3 separate regions of the Rattus norvegicus genome follow, and regions 1 and 2 are each linked to region 3. Evidence: chromatin contacts called from public Hi-C data. All regions are on one chromosome and are shown on one strand. The core of a region is the stretch at or near the end of the contact, and the rest is flanking DNA. Distances in the headings are between cores, read along the strand shown.

What was found. Hi-C and Micro-C count contacts between places; a contact is called where the count stands out from the background.
Region 1: a contact with region 3 is called in a Hi-C map of kidney, with 4 times the contacts expected there. The contact joins the promoter of Cep57 here to the promoter of Jrkl in region 3. A contact is called at or near these places in 8 of 12 Hi-C or Micro-C datasets (the A7r5 cell line, frontal cortex, kidney and 4 more) and 1 of 1 datasets of contacts at active chromatin or transcription factors (oligodendrocytes).
Region 2: a Hi-C map of liver shows a contact between it and region 3, with 2.6 times the contacts expected there. The contact joins the promoter of Mtmr2 here to the promoter of Jrkl in region 3. A contact is called at or near these places in 1 of 12 Hi-C or Micro-C datasets (liver) and 1 of 1 datasets of contacts at active chromatin or transcription factors (oligodendrocytes).

What each region holds. Positions count from the first base shown.
Region 1 is chr8:18,968,241-18,972,116 of GRCr8, forward strand. Cep57 (centrosomal protein 57) reads right to left here and starts at 2,604. Exons shown (of 11, transcript NM_001108124.3): 1 at 2,407-2,604. The coding sequence starts at 2,451. It overlaps Fam76b (family with sequence similarity 76, member B), which reads left to right and starts at 3,297. Exons shown (of 10, transcript NM_001401220.1): 1 at 3,297-3,614. The coding sequence starts at 3,528.
Region 2 is chr8:18,898,080-18,901,932 of GRCr8, forward strand. Mtmr2 (myotubularin related protein 2) reads left to right here and starts at 1,509. Exons shown (of 15, transcript NM_001108123.1): 1 at 1,509-2,581. The coding sequence starts at 2,502.
Region 3 is chr8:18,506,787-18,510,250 of GRCr8, forward strand. Jrkl (JRK-like) reads right to left here and starts at 1,918. Exons shown (of 1, transcript NM_001108122.1): 1 at 1-1,918. The coding sequence starts at 1,918. The coding sequence ends at 344. Ccdc82 (coiled-coil domain containing 82) reads left to right here and starts at 2,639. Exons shown (of 10, transcript NM_001007660.1): 1 at 2,639-2,651; 2 at 3,281-3,436.

The sequences.
Region 1 (3,876 bases), core at 1,354-3,853, 460 kb after region 3:
GCTCCTCTGCCAGCATACCAAAACAAAGACCACTGCCATTTACCAAACTAACCCATACAAACATAAAACCCAATAGAGGTAATTTTTATTTACCTCTCATCTACTCTCTGTAAATCATCCAGGGTTCTTTCTCCATAACATATTTAGAATCTTTTATACTTTAATATTGCTATAGCTCTATTTTTAGTTTGAATTACTTGAAACACCACTTTTCACATTTCTTTTTTTTTTTTTTTTTTTCCGGAGCTGAGGACTGAACCCAGGGCCTTGAGCTTGCTAGGCAAGTGCTCTACCACTGAGCTAAATCCCCAACCCCTCACTTTTTACATTTCTTAAGTCTGCTCTTCCAATCAGCTTGCTAGTGATAATGATCCTTTAAAAACTGAGTCAAGTTAATAGATCTAATCAAAACCCCATGGACTACAACTCAAAATTCTTACCACTCACACAATTCCCACATAATGTAGCAAGTACCAGGCTAACCCTTATATCGTTTCCTGACACTTTCTTTTGATAGTCTCCCTACCAGTTTTTTCAGCAATACGGACTTTGATTTCAAATACCCACAATCCACTCTTGTTTTCTTATTTAAAGATTTATTCATTTATTATATATAAGTACACTGTAGCTGTCTTCAGATACACCAGAAGAGGGCATCGGATCTCTTTACAGATGGTTGTGAGCCACCATGTGGTTGCTGGGAATTGAACTCAGGACCTCTGGAAGAGTAGTCAAGTGCTCTTAACCGCTGAGCCATCTCTCCAGCCCTACTCTTATTTTCATTGCTGCAATTATTCTGCTTGCAAAGGTCCCTTCCTACCTCCAGTTGCCTGCTTACACCCTAACACGGAGGCATTTTCTTGTTACCCTACTAACAGCATCTTTCTATCAACGCATCTCCAAACCTTTTATTTCAAACACTATTGTTACACACATTTACTATGGTGGAGTAAAAATAGTTTCTCTTCTGTTCCCAACTCCAGACAGAGTCACAAGATCTATTTTTCCATGAAACAGGCTTTAAATTTCTGCTGGGTCTACCCTAAGGACTAGGGATTAACTGCATCCCTGTGGCACTGCCCTGATGGCCTTGAGTGCAGTTCAATCGAAGTTGCCTGAGTTTCCAATTTCTAAGTTTTGAGAGCAAAGAAAGAGCTCTCCTTCCCCAGGTTTAATCAACTGTATCTCGTATAATTCATGCATCTGCTGGCACTTAGTTCTGGTAGTTTTTCTTTTACCTTCCGTTGACCTGACACTGGATTAACTCCCAATGACTTGCTTCATCTCTTCTCTAGATCTTAGATCTGTTTGGAAAACGAAATATTCTGACCTTCTCACAAGTTCTAGTAGCCACAGAAAGTTGAAACTACGATTCCTAAGTTACCTCATCCGCTGTTAAAATTACCCTGATAATTTCCTGACATCCCTCATTATTCATTTTCACCTTTATTTCTAGCTCTTCTTAATCATTGCTACCTCTAGATGTCTCTGGGGTCCTGGACGTTCCTACTGTCTAGCCACATAGATCTTAAACCTGCAGTGCTTTCTTCTTTTAAAATTCTCTCAACAGGGCAGCCAGCTCACCCTCTCTTCAAGATCCTATCTTCCCTAATACTGCTAATCAATCTCTCCCAGACTCCTCTGGTACCCAAGCCTGTAGCGCAGCAATTATCTAATTAGTACGGTGCTTTGCTCCTTCTTTAGAATGGGGTTTCTATTCAATTCTTCCCTGTAACTTTAGGACCAAGGGTCAGCTAGGCACAGGGGCATCTCTAAACAGAACTCGAGCGTTCTCACATTTAATTCCTATCTCTTCTTAGTGGAGCGTTTTCCAAAAGACTGAGCTCCACAATCCACTCTTAAAACACCAGTGACTAATCTCGCCGGTTTAATTTCCCCGATCGCTTCTCCAAAACAACATTTCCACACTGTATCCTAGTCATGCCATGGGAAGTAGGGATGCCCGGGCTCCGGCTGCAAGGGTCGCGCAACAGACACTGAGAGGCCCTGTAGCAACGGCGAAAATGCACTCTGGGGACCACGGACGCCTCAGCGGCTGTCACTCTACAGACCTGCACATCTACCTGTTACTGAGGGTTTCCGAGCTGGGCCGTTACGCTCACGTGACTGACGGGGCTTTGTTTTAGCAGGCCTGAGCGTGCACCAGCCTGGCTCGGGACAACGCTCCACAGCTCCGGCTGCGAGGACCTGCGAGCGCAGAGCGGGAAAGGAGGCGGGCTGCTGCTCCAGAAGACACAGTTGCAGCCTCCCGGAGTGGCACGCGTCCTCGGGCAACCCGCCATCCTGCGGGACCAGGGCTGACGCCAGATCTAGGCGCCTGAAAAGTGAAGCAACCCAGAGAGCCGTCCAAGACCACCTGGAACCCACACAAACGCCACCCCTTACCGAAAACTGAGAATCAGAAGCCGCCGAGACCGAGGCCGCCGCCATCTTCCCACCTGCGCAACGCGGGCCGCCGTCCTGGAGCCCCTCCCCCGGATTCGACAGCCGCACGCCTGGGGCAAGCCGAATCCAAGTCCCCGATGGAAAGGGCGGGCGAGCTGTGAACCTTATAGGAGCCTCGGTCTCACAAACCACAAGGATGCCACACTCAGCGCGCAAGGGAAAGGCAACGCGTCTTGACAGGCGCCTTCCAGTGACCAATCAGAAAAGAGGACAACTTCTGGTGGCAGGGGAGAGCCCGCCTCTTCTCTCGGTGACGTCACAAGGTAGCGCACAGCGGAGCCTGCGGGGACGGCAACGTCGTGAGTTGGCAGACTGCTCTGGGAGCTTCTGGAAAGGGATGAATGTTTTGAAGGAGGAAGCAAAGGGTAGAGCTTCTGGAGCCTTCAGCGCCTACTGGTGTGGATGACGGAAGCTGAATAAAGGTGATTGGAAAGTTGATACACTCCATCAACATCCCAGGAATAAACTCCAGAGAGCGTTGCCTTTCCAGGTGAAGTACTGACCTTTCGGCCAATGACAAACAGGAGTAGGAGGGGCTTAACGACATGGTCCAATGGAAGCCAAGGACTGAAAAAAAAATGGCGCTTCGTGAACCTGTGCCCAATGGGCTCAGGCGCACCAGCCAAAGGATGACTGGCCGCGGCTTGTGGGCGGGATCTTTTCAAAGCGGAGTTCGCGCTCCGAGAGCGGCAGCCTCCTATTGGTTGGTTCTTTCTCTCTTTGTGGGCGCTCCCTGCCTAACCGAAGCAAGGGACTGGGCGGAGCTTCCGAGTGACGTGAGGGCTCTCTGTAGCCAATCATAGGGAGGGACGCGAGACCGAGGAGGAAGCGGAATCCACAGCCTTGCTCCCGCTTCGTCTCCCTCCGCCACGGTCCGGGCCTAAGCTGGAGCGGCGGGGCGGGCGGTAGTAGGTGTCCCGGGACGGCGTCGGAGGCGGAGGGGGACGCAGGGGGCCCGGCAGTTGCCAGGCCGGGGCCGCAGCGGCAGAAGAGCCCGCGGGCGGGGCAGCCGAGTTCCCGGAGGCCCCGCCTGAGCGCGCGCGGAGGAGCCGGAAAGCAGGATGGCGGCGTCGGCCCTGTACGCCTGCACCAAGTGCACGCAGCGCTACCCCTTCGAGGAGCTATCGCAGGGCCAACAGCTCTGCAAGGTCGGTGGGCGCCGGGCGTTCAGCGCACCGCTCCCCGCCAGGGTCCGGGCATTATGTGGGCGAGACCCGTTTCGACCGCGTCCCGCCTGCTCTCAGACTGGGGCTGACTCGGCCGCGCCTGGCGGTCTCGGGTGGGGCTGAGCCAGGAGGCCACCAGTCCACCGTGTCGCAGAGATCCGGTGCAGACTCTCTCATACCAGATTTGGGAGGGACTGCCTTCTCCTTCCACTGGGAGGCAGGGCCGTGTTTGCACTTTCTTGCT
Region 2 (3,853 bases), core at 259-2,758, 390 kb after region 3:
CCCTATCTTTAGGGAGAGACAGCTCATGTATACAAATTTTAAAAAGCTTGTTTTAATTAATTTGGCCATAATGATTTGGGTCAGTGAACTTTCTCCTCAAATCTGGGGAATTAACATAATCAATCACATATTCATTCATCCATTGATAACTTTTCTACTTTATGTAGAACACAATTAGGGTAAGTTGATCTTGTAGGGACTATATGTTTTGGTAAATATTACTTGATAAATATTCTCTGTAATAAATTTGGTAAATACTCTACCCCACCTTAGTTCATCTAGTTCCTGTTCCCAAGTAAAGCCTTTATATTTTATAATAAGCCTTTGAGCTTATTATACCAAGCATTTGAACTGAGTAGATATCAATCCTCTATGCTATTTTGTCTACTTCCCTGTCAATAACCCTGAGATAACACTCGCCATTTTCCGCCTGAGCTGCCCCTATTCCAACAGGCAGGCCCTCAAGGTCATGCACTTCCATACCCATGAAAATTTCTTCCTCCTCCTCCATGTTCCTCTCTTCATGGGACCCCAAGACAGACACCAAGCCCAGGAACCAAAGCCCCACCTACCTCTCTTCTGCTCAACTACAGGCACCTTTTTAAATCAATCACAGATAATTTGGGGGTCAAGGCTTATTACAACAAAAGCTGGAATAGATAAGGATCTGCTAGTCTTAGAGCAAGCAGATCTTGGGTTGGATTTAGCATTTGAGTACATGCAGCATGAGACCAACCTGTTACAAATGTACTTACACAGTGTAAAGGCTTTGGAGCTGAAATATCTCCCACAAGTCATGTGCTCTAGAGGCTAGGTTGTCAACTGATAGTGTTATGGGAGGTAGTGGGAATTTTAGGTGGAGGAGACCAGTTAAGAATCCCCCTTAACAGCAGGCTGGAACTCCTCTCTCTTTCCTTCTCTCCTTTCCTCCTTGTCTCCTGTCTAGTCACTTTGAGATGAGCAGATTTTTCTATCACGTGTTCCCAGGTCCGATGTTCTCTTTTATCCCAGGGTCAAAAAACAATGGAGCCAAGTGACCATGGACTGGAAATCTTTGAAACGATCAGCCAAAACTAATCTTTCATTGGGCATACTGCAATGGAAAGCTAGCACACAAATTACTTCCTTGGTTCTATAGATTACGATTGTGTTTTAAAATCCAGTCATTGTTTTAAATTAAATCTAGTTTGTGAAAGCACAATTATATTTATCCTAGCAGGAGTGTTTAAGATTCTTTTATTTACATAAATAATCTTTGCATTTTTGTTTTCCAGACATGTGAGGTGGTTAAGGCAGAGTTACAATTAGAGAGATTCCTCTAGTACTGTCCTTCCTGTGCCCTGAGTAACATAAAGTCATGGTATTAACGTTCTCCCTTCACCCAGTTCCTGTCGCTTATCTCATTCCATCCCCACACTCCCTTCCTGCTCTGCAAGGGAATATGAAGGCGCACACAGGAGAGAAGTCTGTTCTCTATGTTGCACCAGGCATTCAGCAGTGTCTCTAATTCTTTTATGAGTTTAACAGATTCTTCCTCTTTCTCACTTCAATACTTAGTACGCCTTACAGGGTGGTGTCAAAGTGCTTATCAGTTACAGACACACTTCCCGGCCACTTTAACCCATACTCTTGTCACAGGAGGCCTGAAAACTTCAACTCCATTCTCACTTTCCTTTGTATAACGCTGTTTAGAGGTGTAAACATTAGAAATGTAATTTTCAGCGTTTTCCCTCCCCTCCCCCGGTGGGTGTTATTACCTTTCTCCTACCAACTACTTGTTAATGGTCTGCCATCCTTTAGTTTTCTTTCTTTAACAGTAACCATTTATTAAATTTGTTAGGTTGTTTATATATGCGCACCCATTGACTACAGCCTGAGCGCTTCTTAAGCAGGCATTGCTTTAGGCATTTTACATTTATCAACACATTCTGTGATGCTAACACACGTACACAGAAGGAAGCAAATGTAAACGCAAGGTAACTGGAGGCCGTGGAATCTGAATCTGCTTATCTTCACTGTGACCTCTACAAAATAGGTTCTCACATCACGTATGACATACGTTTCACTATTTCTAACCTCATCCTTAAATACTTTTACTCCTTAATCTCCCACCTCACCCCCTCATCCCATAGGCCGCCCACATTCCTCTCATTTCCCTCGAGTCAGCCGCTTCCAAGCCTTCACATCTTGTCTCTTTTCTTTGACGTACTGGTGTCCTCTTCCTTATGAAGGCTTTCCTTGTAGCTGAAAGTATCCACCAGACTCTTAGGCTGCCTCTCACTGGGTGGCCAGGGCGCGTGCGCACCGCACCGCTTTGTAGAGCCAAGGGGGCCCGACTCCCAACAGCCCCCGCGCGCAGTGCAGGCTGGGGGAACATGGCCGCTTCCGGTCTCGCAGTCTTCCTGGCGAGGGGTTGACAGCGGCTGCGGCCCTGCGCGCTCCTCCCTCTGCATCTCGCGCCGGCGGCCGCGGAGGGCGCAGCGGCCTCCTGTTCTCGCGCCATGGAGAAGAGCTCGAGCTGCGAGAGTCTTGGCGCGCAGCTCCCGGCGGCAAGGCTTCCCAGCGAGGACTCACTGTCCAGGTGAGGCCGGGGCGTATGGGGACAGAGACCGTGCCAAGCCGGGACAGAAGTCGGGAACGTGTGTGGCTGGAGATGCCAGGGCGTGCGGGAGGGAGGCCCGGGCTTGCGGAGGAGAGACCTGGGCCTGGAGAGCCTGGACCCGGAAGAGAGGGGAAGCCACGGGCATCCTGTGCGCGTATGGAGAGCCCAGCAGTGCAGTGTTTCCGCCTCTGGGCCTTTGATGTGAGAGGTGAAAATACAGTTTCTTCATGGCCACTGTCCCTCTAATTCCTGCTCATTTTCCCGTCTTGGATTTTGCTCCAGTTGTGCTTAAGAACGTAGCGTTTTTTAACTTTATCAGGAGTTCTGTTGTCAAGGACGTAACATTTTCATTCTTCTGCTCTAGTCACAGAATTTAGGGTCCAGCCCTTCACCAGAAAAGTGGCCATAGAGGACACTCTGAAACAAGCATGCTAAGATTTGAAATGGAGAGGGGACGTAGCCTCACAGAGCCAGCTTCCCAACTTAAACTATCAGTAACACAATGTCCATTATACGTGGTGTCGGTTTGGAGCACTCTTTAATTAACTGTAGGTAATAGCTTCATTATAGAAACTTGTTAGTTTAAATTTAAAGCTTAATGTGGGCAGCCAGCCACAGGTGATTCGAATGTACAGGCAAGGTAAACTGTTATTTCTACTTAGTGTATTAAGCGCATGACTAAATTATTTCAAGTTTTGTTTTGTCTGTCTACAAAGTACTAAGCACTAAAGCAAAGTGTTGGTGTTTGACTCTGGTAGCTCAACTTTTTTCTGCCCTGTCACTCCAAAGTTGTACTTTGTTTCTTTTTTGTTTTTATACAGATGCTCAAATAAGAAATTACCTTATTTGTTTTCATGTACTTGAAAGTGTCCTTTTGTGTATGTACTTGCATGAGTTCATGTGCACCACATGCATGGAGGAGTCCAGGAGGTGAGATTTCCTTAAACTGGAGGACAGGCAGCTGTGACCCTCATGTGGGTGCTGGGAACTGAATCCTGGTCCTCTGCCAAAGTAGCAACTGCTCTCCATTGCTGAGCCATCTCTTCAGCTCAGACTTAAATTTCTATTGAGTTTAGCTATGAGGAGAATGGCTTCTATTTGGTGGAGGGTGGAGATTATCTCCGTTCAGCAAAAACTTGGAAGTTTATAACTGAAGTTGATAAAGCCCTCATTTCTAATGGTCTCAAATGCTTCTATTATGAGATGAATTTAGTTGAGATACTGTTGTTTGAATAGTTAATTTCTGGGAAT
Region 3 (3,464 bases), core at 668-3,167:
ATTGCAGTCCTCAAAATTCAAGCAAAGGAACTGAGGAAAGTGCTCAATCTGTATCTAACTTTTAAAGCTAGAAAATATAAGGAATGCCACTCCTAGAGAGGAGATCACTAAGTCACAGAAGCAAATATGTGAGTCATTTATATACACACAGAAGTAGTTCTGTTTTAACAAATAAGGAGATAAGACACATAATGAAACACATAACCCTTAGACCACTTTGGATATACTTTGGATATGTACTTCATAGGATTATGTTTGATAATGTATAACACATACAAAATTAGACCACACTGCAAAGTGTCACAAGTATAATTATCATAACAATGATAAAATTCAAATGCTGTTATTGACTTGGGTTTGTCATTTTCTGTTTATTTCTGATGGTGGCTCTAAGTTTACGTATTACCAGTCTGTCAGGTAGAATCATATCACCTTGCTGTTCTAGATAATCTAATAAATTCTCAGTCCATTGGAGAGCAGTTGTGTGATTTATGTGTTTCTCTGGAATCAGTTCAATTCCTTCCTCATCATTTTCACTAGATTCATCTGTCTGGCCTTGGGCTCTTCTGATGATTTCACTATCCGTTAAGACTTCATACCCTGGCTCAGTACTGTCAATCTCCAGCCACTTTTCCAAACTTTCAGGAGTCACATTTTCCAGTCCTTTGGTATGCTGTAAAATGGTAGCCACAGTAGCACCAGAAATATCTTCTTCATCAAAGTCCAAGCCTTCTTTTTCCTCCATGGCAGGAAGAATCTGTTTCCAAGCTCTGCTGATAGTAACTGGCTTTACGAAGTTCCATGCCATTGCTATTTCATAAAGTGCATCCAACAGAGTCAGCTTCTTCCAGAATGATTTCAGGTCATTACCTTCTTCCAAATTGTTATGAAGAAGACCTGCACGATAGTTTCTTTTCATGGTTGCTATGACTCCCTGACCCAAGGGTTGAATCAATGAAGCTACATTGGGTGGTAAATATTTAGCAAATATTTGACCATCATCTGACCTCAGGACATTTTCATTTGGATGTGTTGGGGAATTATCCAGCAAGAGCACTGCTTTTTCCTGCAAGCCTTTAGATTTTAAGTACTCTCGAACCTGAGGCACAAAAATCTTATCAAACCATTGTCGGAAAATGGAGAGATCCATCCATGCACCTTTCTGGCTGAAATACGAGACAGGCAGGTTGAAGGTGTCCGTTGACTTGAAGGAACGAGGTTTCCTTGCTTTTCCCACAACACAGAGCTTAAGTTTGTGCAAGCCTGTTGCATTGGTGCAACACATAACGGTGATCCTTTCTTCACCGGAGTTGTGCCCAGGGACAGTACATTTACCTTTAACTACTGCAGTCCTGGAAGGGAGGCACTTCCAAAAGAGTCCAGTCTCATCTGCATTGTAGATCTGTTCTGGCTGCAGATTTTCCTGTTCGATAAAATCTCTAAAGTGGTTACAAAATTCTTCCACAGCAGTCTCATCTCCATTTAATCGTTCATTTCTAATGTTAATCTCTCTAATGCTGTGTCGCTGCTTAAAGCGTGTTAACCAACCAGCAGAAGGGTTAAAATCGCCATCCATTCCCAAAGCGTAGAAAAAGAACTCTGCCCGTTTGGCACAAATTGGTCCAGATATGGGATTCCCTTTAGCTCTCTGCTGATTGAACCATTCTAACATTGCTCTGTCTAGTTCCTCATACATGGACGGCTTCATAGACTTTCTCTTGGCCAGAAGACTTGTGGAATCAGAGCTGCTTGCATAAGTTATGATCTTTTCCTTATTTTTTCTTATATCCCTGACTGTTGTTTCACCAATTCCATAAATCACCGCCAGTTGCTTGGAAGAGCCTCCATCTTCGAGTTTCTTTATTATATCAAGTTTATCTTTAATAGTCAATACCACACGCTTCCGTTTCCCTGACATGGTGAGAGTCTGGAACTCAATCACACTGTGGCAATCCTTACAAACACTCGACCTGTTTCAGCCTCTGCAGAACTGACGCTGGGCTGGCAAGGGCAAGGCAGAAGGTGACAGGAAATTTGCGGGGCAGGCCTTTACCAGAAGTGAGGCTGGGGAAGCCTCACATCCTCGCGGATAATCGGGACTACAGACTTGTGATTTAGTACTGCCAAGACCGCGGTTCTCGCTCCAGCCCAGGCCCGGGATACAGGCCCTTCACTAACTGCCACACCCCAAAGTTAGCGGAGAGCGGAAGGAAGCTGGGCTCCCCTTCCTCAGGGTGAGGCCTACCGGCTCCTCCACCCGCTATCCAGCCGTCACCCTGGGCCCAGCCTGCTCCGTCCTCCCGCCCCGTGAGCCCCAAGCCGCTCTCCCACCTCTGCGGCTCCCCAACAGCGGCGACGCAACCGCTCCTCCCTCTGCACGCGCTCCCGGAAGCCGCGCCTCAGATCCCGCGCCTCGGCCCCGCCCCTGCTCCGCCTGGAGGCGGAACTTCCGGCTTTTCCCGGAAAGTGGGAGGGACATGGTGCCTAGGGAACCTGGGCGGAGGCGGAGGTGGAGGCCGGACGGGGAGGAGGCAGACACGGGGCGGGGCAGAGGCAGGGGCGAGAGCGGGAGGCGGGATGGGAGAAGGCGGGAGCGCGGCTGGGAGGAGGCGGGAGGGGAGGCGGAGGCAAAGACGGAGGCGCTTTGAAAGGTGAGAGCTAGAGGATGACTGCCTGCGGGTTTCTGGCGGGAATTCTCTCCCGGCTGCTCCCAGTCTGATAATTAGTGTAGTGGTGGGGAGGGGGAGACGCCCAACATTTCGCAGAGCCTAGGCGGCGTCTTGCGACAAGAAGGGGAGCGGTCGGCGCTCTCAGTGTTGCGACCCGACACCTCTTAGCTGTGCGTCACGGACGCAGGAAGGGGCCCATGGGTGTCCCTTCAGACCCTGTCTGTGGAAGCATAGCTCCACCGCTGTCTCCTCAAACCCTGACTAAAGGAAGGAGCACAGCTCCACGGGTGTTTCCTCAGACCCTGCCTGTGGGAGCACAGTTCCACGGGTGTCTCCTCAGACCCTGACTGTAGGAAGGAGCACAGCTCCACGGGTGTCTCCTCAGACCCTGACTGACTGTAGGAAGGAGCACAGCTCCACGGGTGTCTCCTCAGACCCTGACTGTGGGATCACAGCTCCACGGGTGTCTCAAACCCTGCCTGTAGGGGCACAGCGCTCCGTGGATGTCTCCTCAGCTGTTTCCTGGGACCCTTATCTGTGCACAGACCCTCCTGGGAATTTCTCTGCATTCCCCTGAGTGCACAACCCGTTCCTGTTTCTTGTCTTTCCAGACCCTTATCAGTGGGTACACAGCCCTTCTACAGCTCATGCGCGGTCTTGGTGAAGCTGTATCAAAGGTTCCTGCTTCTATCAACACCAGTCCCTCCATTTTGGAGGCCTCAGCACCCACTTCCTGTATCTGGGGAGTGAGTCCCAGAGAGAGCCAGGTTGGTAATCACGAATGTAATCCTGATT